2 separate regions of the Hordeum vulgare genome follow, and region 1 is linked to region 2. Evidence: chromatin contacts called from public Hi-C data. All regions are on one chromosome and are shown on one strand. Each heading gives the region's core, a stretch centred on a gene start, on an enhancer-like site or on the middle of the called end of the contact. The rest is flanking DNA. Distances are from core to core; before and after follow the strand shown.

What was found. Hi-C and Micro-C count contacts between places; a contact is called where the count stands out from the background.
Region 1: a contact with region 2 is called in a Hi-C map of leaf, with 3 times the contacts expected there. The contact joins the promoter of LOC123413581 here to the enhancer-like site in region 2.

What each region holds. Positions count from the first base shown.
Region 1 is chr7H:611,015,452-611,022,401 of MorexV3_pseudomolecules_assembly, forward strand. LOC123413581 (LRR receptor-like serine/threonine-protein kinase EFR) reads right to left here and starts at 3,113. Exons shown (of 2, transcript XM_045106514.1): 1 at 2,094-3,113; 2 at 841-1,989. The coding sequence starts at 1,972. The coding sequence ends at 1,115.
Region 2 is chr7H:610,938,363-610,945,752 of MorexV3_pseudomolecules_assembly, forward strand. No RefSeq gene overlaps it. Among protein-coding and RNA genes, the nearest start is that of LOC123412889, 16 kb to the left of the region's middle. Within about 2 kb of position 5,194, at least 2 of the 3 cell types and tissues checked have open chromatin away from gene starts, as enhancers often do. A contact at or near this core is called in leaf, where this site is marked.

The DNA of each region.
Region 1 (6,950 bases), core at 1,863-4,362, 75 kb after region 2:
GTTGGTTCATTAGGATCACCAACTATTATATATGAAGATAATGCAGCCTGCATTGCTCAAATGCAAATGGGTTATGTGAAAAGTAATATCACAAAACATATTTCTCCTAAGTTATTCTATCCTCATGCATTACAGAAGGATGGAGAAATTGATATTTTACAAACTAAATCATGTGACAATCTAGCAGATTTGTTCACAAAGTCTTTACCAAATTCAACGTTCCAGAAATACATTCATGGAATTGGTATGAGACGATTCCGAGATTTGCAAAGTTCAAGGGGAGAAATCTCCTGAAAATATAACCCTTTAATTATCATCAGGTAATGAATATTGTACTCTTTTCCTTTATGAGTTTTTCCAACAGGTTTCTCATATAAGGTTTTTAACGAGACAATTAAATACAAGTATTGATGTATGCCATATCATATTTCTCCTTATATTTTTCCTACTAGGTTTTAAAGGAGTTTTTCATGGCACATCTCATTGCACTCTTTTTATTATGAGTTTCTTTGACATTTTCTCTCATAATGTTTTTAATGAAGCAATATCTTATCAATGATCATATATCATACTTTCTATTTTCCCTATCGGGGTTTTTAAAGGAAGTACTCAAGACATATATTGTTCTCTAAACTCAAAAATGAGTTTTATCCCTCTATAAAGGTTTTCTCGAATGAGTTATCATGAGGCAATAATCATTATATGTTGCACAATTTTCTCCTTATTATTTTTCCACTGGGTTTAAAGGAGTTTTAGCAACATATCTACACTATTCTCCTCATATTTTTCCCACAGGGTTTTTGGAGGAGACTTGAAAGATTATACAACGATTTTTCAAGATGAAGATGAGGAACATTCTTAAAGAGAAAAATTTACAAGGATTATTATTTATCAAGATGATGCACATTTACAAAGACAAGCATGGATTAGGGGGAGTGTTAGGAATTAGTTAAATGTATTAATTAATGGGATAATCCCTGCGTTGCCGGTTGCCTTGTTTTAGCAACCGTTCCTTGTAAACCGCCTCTGTAACAGGGGTATAAATACCCACATCTTCATCAATGAAAAGACGGTTCCATCATTTTATCCTCTCTCTCGTTTTTAAACGGTATCTTCAGAAATAATTAGATGACAAGTCTAGCCGTTGCAGCAACGAAGCATTGGCAAGTGAATCTGGAATGTGTCCTTCAAACTTGTTAGTACCCAAGTAAAGCACTTGCAGAGAAGGGAGAAGATTGCCAATGTCGGATGGCAGTGTGCCACTTAACATATTTTGTCTCACATCTAGGACTAGAAGATATGATAGATTAAACAATTTTGCTGGAACTCTACCTGATAACCTATTTTCGCGCAGTATCACCCAAACCATATTTGGCAATAGGCCAAGCTCTTCCGGAATGCTTCCCTTGAGATGATTGTGTGCAAGTGATATTGCTAGTAACTGAGTCATGTTGCTGAAGGTTGGCGGGATGTTTCCAGTAAGGTTATTGTTGGAAAAGTCCATAATATTTACTCCTAGATTGGAGAGGGAGCCTGGAATATTCCACTGCAGTGAGTTAGAAGAGAGGTCTAGTATTGTGAGTCTGGAACAATTTGCAAGTGCGTCTGGAATATTCCCCTGCAGTGAGTTGTTGGATAGGTCAAGATATTTAAGAAAGGTTAGGCTTCCTATAGAGGGTGTGATTTCGCCTTCCAAGCTCAAATTCTCGAGATTCAGCACTGTAACACGTCCTGGGTGTGTTCTGCTGCAGTTGACTCCCAACCACATACAGTAGTTGATGCTGTCATTCCAAGAGCGCAAGGCTCCTGTCGGATCCTTTGTGATGGCCTTTTTGAAATCGAGCAATGAACGTCGATCCGTGGTGTTACCAGAAACCACGGAGCAGTAGGCGTTACCAGCTCCATAAAACAGCAGTAACAGTAGTGCTGGCAGCACAAGCGTGCTCGGTTCCAGGGATCTCCGTGTTGCCATGAATTTAAGTCTGTCGCCTGCAAAGCCGCAAAGGGTAAACCATATGCACTTTCAACAGCAAGTCCAAAGCCAAAGTACAGATGATTACTCAGTACTGGGAGGAGAGTAGATACGTACGCACCTCTGCTAGCTTGCTCGGCCGGAGCGCACGGCACGGCAGGCGGCAGCCTTCTCTGCTACGGTTTTCGCCGGATGGTGGTGGTGGTGGTTTGTGAGTTGGGTGCTGATTGCTGAAGCAAGCTCAGGCCCCCATCATGGGGATTAAGAACACATGTACAGCGTCCTCACGTCCACACGCCAGGGCCGCATCTGGCAGCGGAGACCTTGACTCGTTCGCCACCACTTGCGTCGCTGTTTGAGGTGGGCAAGATTATCGGGGCCCGGCCCGGAAGAGAGAACGGCTTACTGACTGTGCAACCTCGTGAACAAATGGCTGCTCCATTAATCGTGTCCGCGCGCGTTCTTCCTCCGGTCAAGATTTATTCTATCCTTCTGACAGGAACCCTCTGAACGAGACATGACATGAGAGAGGCCGTCACAAAGAGGAGAGGCGCCACATACTTTATTCTATGGTAGGAGCTTTGTGAGATGGCCCTTTTCTTTTTCTTAGAAAAGGAGGTTAAACCCCCGGCCTCTGCATCAGTTGATGCATGCAGCCATTTTATTAATTATTCCACAAAGGTTTAACAAGAGTATACATCAAATCACCTAAAGTCAACACTCACACATACAAACTCGATAATGTGGAGTGCTCTCACTCCGCATATCTAAGACCGGTGTTGTTTCCAATCCATCTACATAACGTATCGGGAGCAACACACGGTGCAGCACACCTAAAACGCACACCTCACGCACACGTTTTACCAGCCGCCATCATCCTCGAACCATTGGCCCATCTTCAGGAAAGAGATCCGCATCATCCTTGCCAGTCCAATCATCCGCCGACGCCACCACGACGCCCAACGGCGTCACTGCCCTGCGTTCATCCATCCAGATGTGAAGTCTCCGAAAGATCTGTCGTGCGTAGCACCTACCAACCAGACATGACTCTGCGTAGCACCTGTTGGCCAGGCATGACTTGACAGCTCCACCGAAACTCCGTGCAAGACGAAGCCGCTCCACCTTCTGCCACAGTCTACCAGCGCTGCTCCACAAACGATGCTCCCAACAGAGAAACGGCACCGCAGTACCGCCATCGTTCGATCTGGAAGACCAGATCCTAGGGTTTCCCCCGAAGCAGTGCCCACCACCACCAGCCGTTCAGGACCCACACAGTGCCCATCACTATTCAGCCCTCAAGGCGACGCCTTCAGGAAGGTCACGACATCAAGGACGCCGCCGCCGCCCACCGGAGTTAGGGTTTTCACCCGAGAGCCAAGGAAGAGGAGCAGAGGAGCAGATGTATACCGACGTCTCCAAAAAGAATAACGACGCCCTTGAGCGTCGTCGTCGGCACGGCCGGCCTGGGCCAACCAAGGGGTTTCCCCCAATCCGAATCTCCTCCACCGGCTTCACCCGCCAGTAAGGCCCCGGCAACCAGGCCGGCACCGCTAAGAATCCGCAGGATAGAGGCCCACAGATCAGGACCTGGGGCGCAGGTGGCGGTGCGGGCAGCGGCCGACGAAGAGGAACAACACACCTCCACAACGACGCTTCCAAGAAAGATAGCGGCACCCGCGGGCGTCGCCGTCGCGGCTCCGATGAAGACCGGAGCAAGGATTTCTCTCGGAGTTGCGCTGGATATCCACCGCCACCGACCGCTAAGCATGGCCGCCACGCACCAGCCAAGGCCACTGCACCGCGCGCCCTGGACACTGCTCGTGCCCAGCCGACCAGCTCAACCTCGCCCAGCTGCCGCTCCCTACCACCAGGGCCGAGAGCCTCGCCAGATCCGGCCATGGAGCCCCGGATCCGCCCTCCGATAGGCGAGATCACCGGATCCCGCAACCGCCACGCGAGGCGCCGCCGCCATAGCCCGAGGGCCGACGCGAGGGGCCCCGCCGCCACCATCCTCGGGGCGCGCGCGGGTTTGCCGGCGCCCCCTCCGGCAGCGGCGAAGCAGAAACAAGAACAAAACTGGCGATACGAAAGATGTATTCAATGTTCCCGCGGGATGGATCATGGATACAGAAAAGGAACTCGGTCCGAGGAACGATATGTGAGAGGAGTGAAGGAGAATATGCTCGAATACCCTTTGTCATACGAGAAGAGGTGACTGACTGAATTCGCTCTGCTTTCTTGTACACACGAGGTGCCGCTGCCTTCTTTTTTTTGAGCAAGCTGCCGCTACCTTCTAGGCTCGCGGTAACCAATCCACCCACCCCCCACCCCCACAATACAATTATTTTCAGGAGCGGCCACCATTTTGTTTTTTTCAAATGGAGGCCTTTTATTAACTCCTCCTATGTTGTCTCAGCATAGCCGGTCCCAAGCCCGGGTAAAGGAGAAGGGTTGTGATAAGCATGGCGAGCCAACGTGAAAAATCCAGCCACTCTTATGGAGATGAAACCCAAAGGAAACTCGTTGGGGCGTAACCCTCTTAGCGACGCGCCACATCGGAACCCGGGTGTGGTGTCAAATGGGCAAGGGTCGGGCCGTCACCCCCTTGGTGGCGCACCGTATCTTGATCTGGATACGGTGATAAGTGAGCAAGGGTCGGGTCGCCGCATCCTTAGTGGCGCGCTGCACCGACGCCCCGATGTAGTGAAAATAAGCAAGGGTCTTCGCATTTGACTCGACGAGTGCGGAGGGTAAGGAAGTTAGCCGAGCCTAGGAGGATACGCTTAGGTAGCTGGAACGTAAGGTCCCTGACTGGTAAGTTACGGGAGCTAGTTGATACGGCGGTGAGGAATCGTGTTGATGTCCTATGTGTCCAAGAGACCAAATGGAAGGGACAAAAGGCGAAGGAGGTGGAGGATACCGGCTTCAAGTTGTGGTACACGGGGACAACTTCAAACAAGAATGGAGTAGGCATCTTGGTCAACAAGAGCCTTAGGGATGGAGTTGTGGACGTTAAGAGGCAAGGAGACCGGATGATCCTTGTCAAGCTGGTAGTTGGGGACTTAGTCCTCAATGTTATCAGCGTGTATGTCCCGCAAGTAGGCCACAATGAGAGCACCAAGAGGGAGTTCTGGGAAGGCCTGGAGGACTTGGTTAGGAGGGTACCTATTGGTGAGAAGCTCTTCATAGGAGAAGACCTCAATGGCCATGTGGGTACATCTAACATAGGTTTTGAAAGGGTGCATGGGGGCTTTGGCTATGGCATCAGGAACCAAGAAGGAGAAGATGTCCTGAGCTTCGCTCTATCCTACGACATGGTTGTAGCTAACACCCTCTTTAGGAAGAGAGAATCCCATCTAGTGACGTTCAGTAGTGGTCTACACTCTAGCCAGATTGATTTTGTCCTCTCTAGAAGAGAAGACAGACGCGCTTGCATTGATTGTAAAGCGATACCTGGAGAGAGTGTTGTCCCTCAACATAAGCTTGTGGTTGCTGACTTCCGCTTTAGGATTCATGTCCAATGGGATAAGCGCGCCAAAGTCGCTAGAACGAAGTGGTGGATGCTCAAGGGGGACACATCCCAGGCTTTCAGGGAGAGGGTCATTAAGGAGGGCCCTTGGGAGGAAGGAGGCGATGCAAACTTGATGTGGACGAGTATGGCGACCTTCTTGCGAAAGGTCGCTGTAGAGGAGTTTGGGGTGACAAAGGGAAGTAGAAGGGAAGCTAAGGACACCTGGTGGTGGAACGATGAGGTACAAAAGGTTATTAGGGAGAAGAAGGACTGTTTCAGATGCCTATATCTGGACAGGAGTGCAGCTAACATGGAGAAGTATAAGGTAGCGAAGAAGGCTGCAAAGCGTGCGGTGAGTGAAGCGAGAGGTCGGGCGTATGAGGACCTCTACCAACGTTTAAACACTAAGGAAGACGAAAGGGACATCTATAAGATGGCCAAGATTAGGGAGAGGAAGACGAGGGATGTCGGCGAAGTCAAATGCATCAAGGACGGAGATGACCAACTTCTTGTGAAGGATGAGGCGATCAAGCGTAGATGGCGGGAGTACTTTGACAACCTTTACAATGGAGAGGTTGACAGCTCTACCATTGATCTAGACGACTCCTTTGATGATACCGGCATGTGCTTTGTGCGGCGTATCCAGGAGAGTGAGGTTAAGGAGGCATTAAAAAGGATGAAAGTAGGCAAGGCGATGGGTCCTGATGGTATCCCCATCGAGGTGTGGAGAGGCCTTGGAGACATAGCGATAGTATGGCTAACTAAGCTTTTCAACCTTATTTTTCGGTCAAACAAGATGCCTGAAGAATGGAGGCGGAGTATTTTAGTACCAATCTTTAAGAACAAGGGGGATGTTCAAAGTTGTACTAATTACCGCGGAATCAAGCTGATGAGCCATACTATGAAGCTATGGGAGAGAGTCATTGAACACCGCTTAAGAAGGTTGACAAGCGTGACCAAAAACCAATTTGGTTTCATGCCTGGGAGGTCTACCATGGAAGACATCTTCTTGGTACGACAGCTGATGGAGAGATACAGGGAGCAAAATAAGGACCTTTATATGGTGTTCATTGATTTGGAGAAGGCCTATGATAAGATACCTCGGAATGTCATGTGGTGGGCCTTGGAGAAACACAAAGTCCCAATAAAGTACATTACCCTCATCAAGGATATGTATGATAATGTTGTGACAAGTGTTCGAACAAGTGATGGCGACACCGATGACTTTCCGATTAGAATAGGGCTACACCAAGGGTCAGCTTTGAGCCCTTATCTTTTTGATTTGGTGATGGATGAGGTCACAAGGGATACACAAGGAGATATCCCATGGTGTATGCTCTTTGCGGATGATGTGGTGCTAGTCGATGATAGCCGAACGGGGGTTAATAGAAAGTTAGAGTTATGGAGGCGGACTCTAGAATCGAAAGGTTTTAGGCTTAGTAGAACTAAAACTGAATACATGAGGTG
Region 2 (7,390 bases), core at 3,944-6,443:
CCACAACCGACTCGAGGACCGCCACTTGAGAAGACGCGCTCTGTCGCGCCTGGGCGTGTCGCACCCAACGCTGAAGCCGCGGACGACGGGACCACTTGTTGTGGCGCGTGACGGGGGCGAAGATCGACACCGGGGCCGATTGCTGGAGAAGAAGGATGCCGCGGGAACCGGCACGGAAGTGCGTAGCCCTGCGACTGGGAAGCGCCTCGACGTCGAGAGGCGCATCCCAAAGCCATGCCGAATCGTCGACAATGACGGAGAGTGCGCCGAAGAGGATCTCACGACCCATGCATAAATCTCCGCCGGACGACATGATGAAAAGATGAAGTTGCAAACTCGCCGGAAGTCGCTTAGACGCCTGCCGCACGGTGGGTGCCAACTGTTGTGGGTATAAGTCTGACAGTAGATGTGTAGGGTACGAAAGGATGGGCAGAGCCTTAGCTACGGCGAGGTTGTATGAGTTCAGGCCCCTCTACGGTGGAGGTAAAAGACCTACGTCTCAGTGCTCTTGGGAGCTTAGTGTCGAGTGGAATATGGGATTACAATAAATGCCAACCCCTGCACCAGTGGGGAAGGTCGGCTTATATAGAGTGCGCTGCCCTTCACAACGGCCCGATGGACAGGGGTGGAGTAGTGACGAATAAATGCCTACGTTACAGGTAATGTATGCCTTAAATGCTAATAATGGTGTATGAAAACGTATGACCGTTGCCCTCCTAGGAGGTTACAATGTACAGAGTGGAATTCAGTCGGTACGTTAAATACGCTCCGAATGCTCGTCACCGACTGGATGATGGGGGAGTCCTTAGTTCAGTCGGAACTGACTAAGGGCCTTTTCCTTTATGAAGGGTAGTCCATGGGTAGGACCTATAGTGCAGGCCTTTGACCCTACCCTGGGACTATAACCCCATCAGATAGCTTTGGTCATTTAGATTATGGTAATTAAGATATAAAGTTATCACTGCATGTGTCATCGGTATCGAAAATGACCTTATCGTCTAAGGAGCTCTTCATGGTGGGTCTATTCGGTGTGCTCTCAATGGCAAAATAAGAAATGCCTTCCATGTCATCGTCCAATCCCCAATTATAGTTATTTGTTCTCTGAATGTCCTTTGATTTTAAACTTCTATCCTATTACTAGACCGCCATTCAATCCGGCTGTAGATATCCCGAGCTACCATCTTATCGAATAGACCCAGTAATCAAAGGCTCCCAGGTTAACGCGGGAGTGAGTAACGACCATGTACGGATCAACGTCGATGCCCTCTAGAGTACCCGCAAGAAATTTATATTTGATAATCTGTTAAAGGTGACATCATTCCTGCAGTTCCATATAGCCTAAATTAATGCACATACTCCTATACGAATATATCTGTCAATAATTAAGTCAACCCCATTTAGCCACATCCCAAACAATGTACCAATGTTATCGTGCGGTGTAATATTAAATGCTATACGGACTGTTTGCCATAGGATTTTTGCTTACGGACAATGGAGGAAAAGGTGTTTGAAAGTCTCATTATTGTCATAGAAGGAACATATTTTACTTCCCTCCCAATTTCTCTTTCCCAAATTATCTCTGGTAAGGATCACCTTCTTGTGGACAAACCACAAGAAGATCTTGCTATGCAAAGGCACTTTCACCTTCCTGATATGATTGGACTTGGGCATTGTTGTTGCATCAATGAGGCTCAAGTACATCGACTTGATAGTAAAGATGCCAGTAGACATTAGCTTCCACTGAAGCCTATCGGCCTCCTCTGATAGCTGAACATCCATGAGTCTTGTGACTAAGTGCAACCATGCCTCCAATCTATGCCCTATTATAGCTCTCCAGAATTGAATATTTAGAGGGTTAGACTGTAACATTGTGACAACGTATGCCTCCTTACGTTGAACAATATTATACAGCGATGGATATTGTATGGCTAGAGCCGTATCCCCCAGCCACGTATCCACCCAGAATCTCGTAGACTTACCATCTCCAATGATAAATTTAGCTTTGTGGCAAAATGTCGCTTTCATTTTCATCAAGCCTTTCCAGAAAGGAGAATCATTGGGCCTCACTGTTACCCGAGCCAAGGTTTTAGATTGTAGGTACTTATTACGCAGAATTTGTACCCACATGTCTTTCGTCTCCACAGATAGTATGAACAACCATTTGCTTAGCAGACATATGTTCTTTACCTCTAAATTTTTAATTCCCAAACCTCCCTGGTCCTTAGGTCTACAAATAATATCCTATCTAGTAAGCCAATATTTCTGCTTAACTTCGTCGCTCTGCCAGAAAAATCGAGATCTATAAAAGTCCAGTCTTTTCCATACCCCTTCTTGTACCTCAAAGAAGGACAGAAGGAACATCGGCATGCTCGTGAGAACTGAGTTAATCAGCATGAGCTTTCTTCCTTATAACTTACCTTTCCAGCAGCTTCATTTTTCTCAAAATAGTCCTCAACACATTTCCATTTTTGTTTGGTAACTTACGGTGGTGAATTGGTATACCTAAATATCTAAGCGGTAGGCTTCCCAGTTCACATCAAAATAGTTGTTTATATGTGGCTTGTTCATCTTTCGCTCTCCCAAAGCAGAACAATTCACTCTTATGGAAATTAATTTTCAGTCCCGACAACTGTTTGAATAAACACAGAATAAGTTTCATGTTTCTGGCTTTTGCAATATCATGTTCCATAAATAATATAGTGTCATAAGCATATTATAAGATAGACACACCATCATCCACTAGATGTGGTACTAGTCCACCAATCTGTCCTTCCTCTTTGGCCCTCCCTAATAGTATTGCCAACATGTGTGCAACTACATTGAATAGGATGTGGGACATTGGATTTCCCTGCCGGAGCCCTTTGTGCATTTGGAAGAAATGTCCTATATCATCATTGACTTTAATTTCAACGCTACCTTTTTATACAAATGATTCGACGTGCTTCCTTCATACCTCATCAATTCCCTTCATACGTAAGGCTTGTTGTAGGAAAGGTCATTTAACCTTATCTTACGCTTTCTCAAAATCAACCTTGAAGATCACCCCATCTAGCTTCTTCGAGTGAATTTCATGCAGTGTTTCATGTAGGACAACCACACCCTCTAGTATGTTTCTGTCCGGCATGAACGCCGTCTGACTAGGTTGCACCACTGCATGCGCAATCTGCGACAATCTATTCGTCACAACCTTTGGAAAAATCTGGAAACCCACATTGAATAGGCAAATAGGATGAAACTGTTCAATACGCACCGCCCCCTCCTTCTTTGGCAACAACGTGATTGTCCCAAAGTTAAGGTAAAAAAGCGGCAGGTGGTCATTAAACAGGTCTTGAAACATTGGAAGTAAATCACATTTAATAATATGCCAACATTTCTTATAGAACTCAGCCGGAAATCCATCCGGACCTGGTGACTTATTGTTTTTCATTTGTGAATTTACCTCAAACATCTCTTTCTCCGTAAATGGTGCGTTTAATATCTCAGTCTTGTCATTCCCAAGCCGAGGAATATCACCGACCATCTCCTCATCCATGGATACAAAGTTGTCATGAGGCTCTCCGAATAAACGCTTATAATACTCAGAGATGTACAACTTCAGATTTTCGTGTCCAATGATCGTACCCTCATCTTGCTCAAGCTGGTAAATCTTTTTCTTTCTATGTTTTCCATTCGCAGTGAGATGGAAATACTGCATATTGTCGTCACCATAAACCACCTGATGCACTTTTGCTCTAAGTGCCCATTTCAACTCCTCTTCTCGAAGAAGTTGTTTAAGACTTAGTTATGCATCTGCTCTAGATGACCTCCCATTGTCATCTAACATCGTGGATTTGGCTTTTAAGTCTAGATCGTTAATAAGATTGAGAAGTATTTCTTTCTCCTTCCTATATCTCCCGCTCTCATGTTTAGCCCAGCCCCTTAGGAACTGCCTCAGGTGTCTAATTTTGTTTTGTCAACGATCGACATTCGATGCTCCCCCAGTTTCCTTAGCCCATTCTCTAGCTATTAGGTCCACAAATCCTTCTTTCTCAAACCAAGCTGATTGAAAAGAAAAAGAATCTTGTTGCCCGCATGTGTAGCGTCACCCGAGTCAACAACCAAAGGGGTATGATCAGAAATCGCTCGCGGTAATGCTCGTGCTGTTACAAGAGGGAATTTCTGCTCCTAATCCACACTAGTGAGAATCCGATCCAACTTCTCAAAAGTTGGATTAGGTAAATCATTATCCCAAGTAAATCTTCTGCCCCATAGATCAATCTCTCGTAGAGTTAAGAGAGATGAGACTTCCATGACCAAAACTAGCCCTTAATAGATTATTTATCATTTTTTGTCAAGCTAACAAGTTATTTATCTTACCCGGTCTTGATTTGTAATCACATTTTTTTGTTCCAACTACAATTTATAAACATGAATACAATTAGTGTCGTTTTTACTGTACTCTTTTTGTGAGTTGCATAGAAAAATATCTTTTTGTCGTAGAAGCTCGGCAATTTTCTTTTTTTGAAAAAAAAGTTGCCTACTTGTTTTTGACATGAAATGGTTTGTTACCTGGGGTGTGTTTGGTTTGGTCGTAGCCATGCGATCAAAACTTGGCTAGCCCATATTTGATTAAGTTTTTGGTCGCCCAAATTTTATTCAATAATCAATATTGACGAAAAGATTGAATTGGCGTTGGCTAGAGTCCATGGGAATTGTCAAAACATTGGCAACCATCCAAAAATAACAAAAAAAAAAAGGTAATAGTTGTCACCATCCAATTGTCCAAACATACATGTGGATCCTATCACGAGAATCCGGGCGAACACATACTTCGGGGGGATGCATGTCAATTATCACTTTATGCATTTCCTCTCTCATAGATGCTCAAAAGGATATGATGCGCATGTGTGTTCTAAGCGTCTGTATTGTATTTCTCCAAAGAAATGACCTTCTTTCCAAAACTATTCCCAATCACATGGAGATGACCAAACTAGATTACCTAAGATTCCCCCTTCAACCATCACTTTTTTTAGCTGAAATATGCAAGTTTGGCAGGCTATATGGTTGCGCGTGTCAAGTTAACGTTTTGTAAAGTTCGGTGGTAGACTGCTGGTATATAAAATAGACCCATGCTTGGTGTTGGCAGGACTCCACCGGTCCCTGCGCAACAGCAGTTTGTTACCTGATGTTGACCGACGATCATGGTGGAACTAATTAACATGCATGCATTGCAGTGCAAGGTAGGTAGATCCCTTCTTTCCTCCGAACGACACAAAGCGTGTGTGTGAAAGCCACTGCTTTTGCAAAACTTGCAGCTAAAGTGCCGCGCAATGCATCTTACAGGAAACCGTTAGGATGTCCCCATGGTAGGTAATGCCACATGTTAGTTGGTAAGCATCCAATCATGCATGTGAAGGTGGTTTTTGGACTTGACAGAATTTGTCCAAGTCTGCTACCTATATGGCAGCTATAAGATTTTGCATAAACATGGGCGATGGGATGCGTAGAAGAATGGAGATAGTTAAGGAATAAAAAGTGTCACAAGTAAACATTGACAAGGGAAAGGGTGAAAAAGAAAGAAAAAGGTCTCTGAAAAGAATCATTAGTACTGCAACTGTACGGTGTATACTTAAATATCAGTTGAGTTGGTAACAGGAGTGCATCCTGACAGAGACACTTGACCTCGGGGACTGCATAGATCAATCCGGTGAACACTTTCATGGAGGGACCAAAGTTGGATGCTTCAGAGAAGCTAGATTCTTTAACAACAAACTCTTTGCATCAAACGAGTTCATAATGCCTGCCAGCGTCGCCCGAATGGTCTGAAACAAAACGTGAACAGATATCAAAGTGTGGCCGATCAATGCAGTGAAAGAACGGTACTGAAATGAAATTCAGCACCAGTAGTTTGCCTTATTTTTCAGGACCGAAAATTCATCGCCGAAGATGTACGGAACTAGCCGCAGATCTGCATGTTGTACCATTGGCCGTCACCGTTTATATGTGCACACTGTGCTTGAATTATGAAGTCATGAGTTAAAATAACAGAAAATAGTGGGGGGGAAACAGTCGATCACAGAAGAGCATACAATCAGTCAAGCAGAAAGAACACGAAGCAAGACGGAATGGAATCAGGATGAGCTTGGTCACGTCGACCATGTTTCTCCTTCTTCCCACGATCGGTACGTTCAGCTCCTCGATGCCGATGAGCCGGAAACCGACGGAAAGAGGAGGGAGCACGCGTGGGGGCCGGCGTCTCCACGACGCCGGCCTCCGCCGTGTGCTCGCTCTCTTCTGTCAGTCTCCCATAGGCACGGAGCAGCACGGAACGAAGCACACACTACTTACCAGAGTATAGAACGAACAAACAAACGAACTGCCGGTGATGCTCCCCTGAGCGAGATCCATGGTGGCCGCCGTCGCCCGGGGAGGAGCTATCAGAAGGGAAGACGCGCGAGGGGTGAGGAGGCGGTGGAGAAGTGCCGGACGGAGACTTTGCTTTCGCTTCTTGCACGAGAGAGGCACGAGCTAGGGCAATTTAAATTGCCTGCATCGGCGACGACGGTACGTACGGGTATATTACGTGCGTGCACGGCGCGCCGCACCGGCCGTGGTACGAGCGCCGATCCGGCCGAAGCGAAGCGGCGTGCATGAGTGCTGCCACGGCGCCGTGCGGCGCGCCGGCCGTGTCGTTTCGCCGTCCACTCAGAGTCACCGTACATGTAATAACGGTATCCTTACCCGCCACCAGCAAAATATTATAGTGCTACTTTGTGATGCAAACTGGTCGTATCTCGTGTGGACAAATTTCCAAGCAAACGACGCTCGCTCTACTCCACCTCCACCAACAGAGCGAATAGCACCTTCTCTAGTTATTAAATGGGCATGTGAGACAGCTGCTGACCCTTTACTCGATCGGCAAGAACACACACAACTGATAACATGGAAGACAATTTAGAAATGCAGTTTTTGTAATGCTGGAAAACAAGTGCGCCCTCCCGCCGTAAAAATAATATAGGAACGCTACTTTAGTGATCTAAACGATTTTTATATTTCTTCACGAATGGGGTACTAATTAACAACTCTTAACAAGCTCTTAATTTGGCCTTAGGCCTTTTGGCAAAAAAACACTCTTAATTGGGTTATCGTATTGTTTTGTTATCGAAGTCCGCCTCAAAGGATCTTGATTTATTAAAATTAAAAAGAGAGTTGCCCGTTAATTCACGAAAAAGTAGGCAAACACTCTAAAATGATGTCATCACAATCACCCTCCCTGAGTAGGTAACTTTGACTTTTCATGTTGATTGACCACCAATTTACAATCAATTGGTCTATTATATATTAAAAGTATTTGATGGGATAATCAGAAAATAGAAAAATAGGCAAGCAAATCCCACAGTAATTATAAACA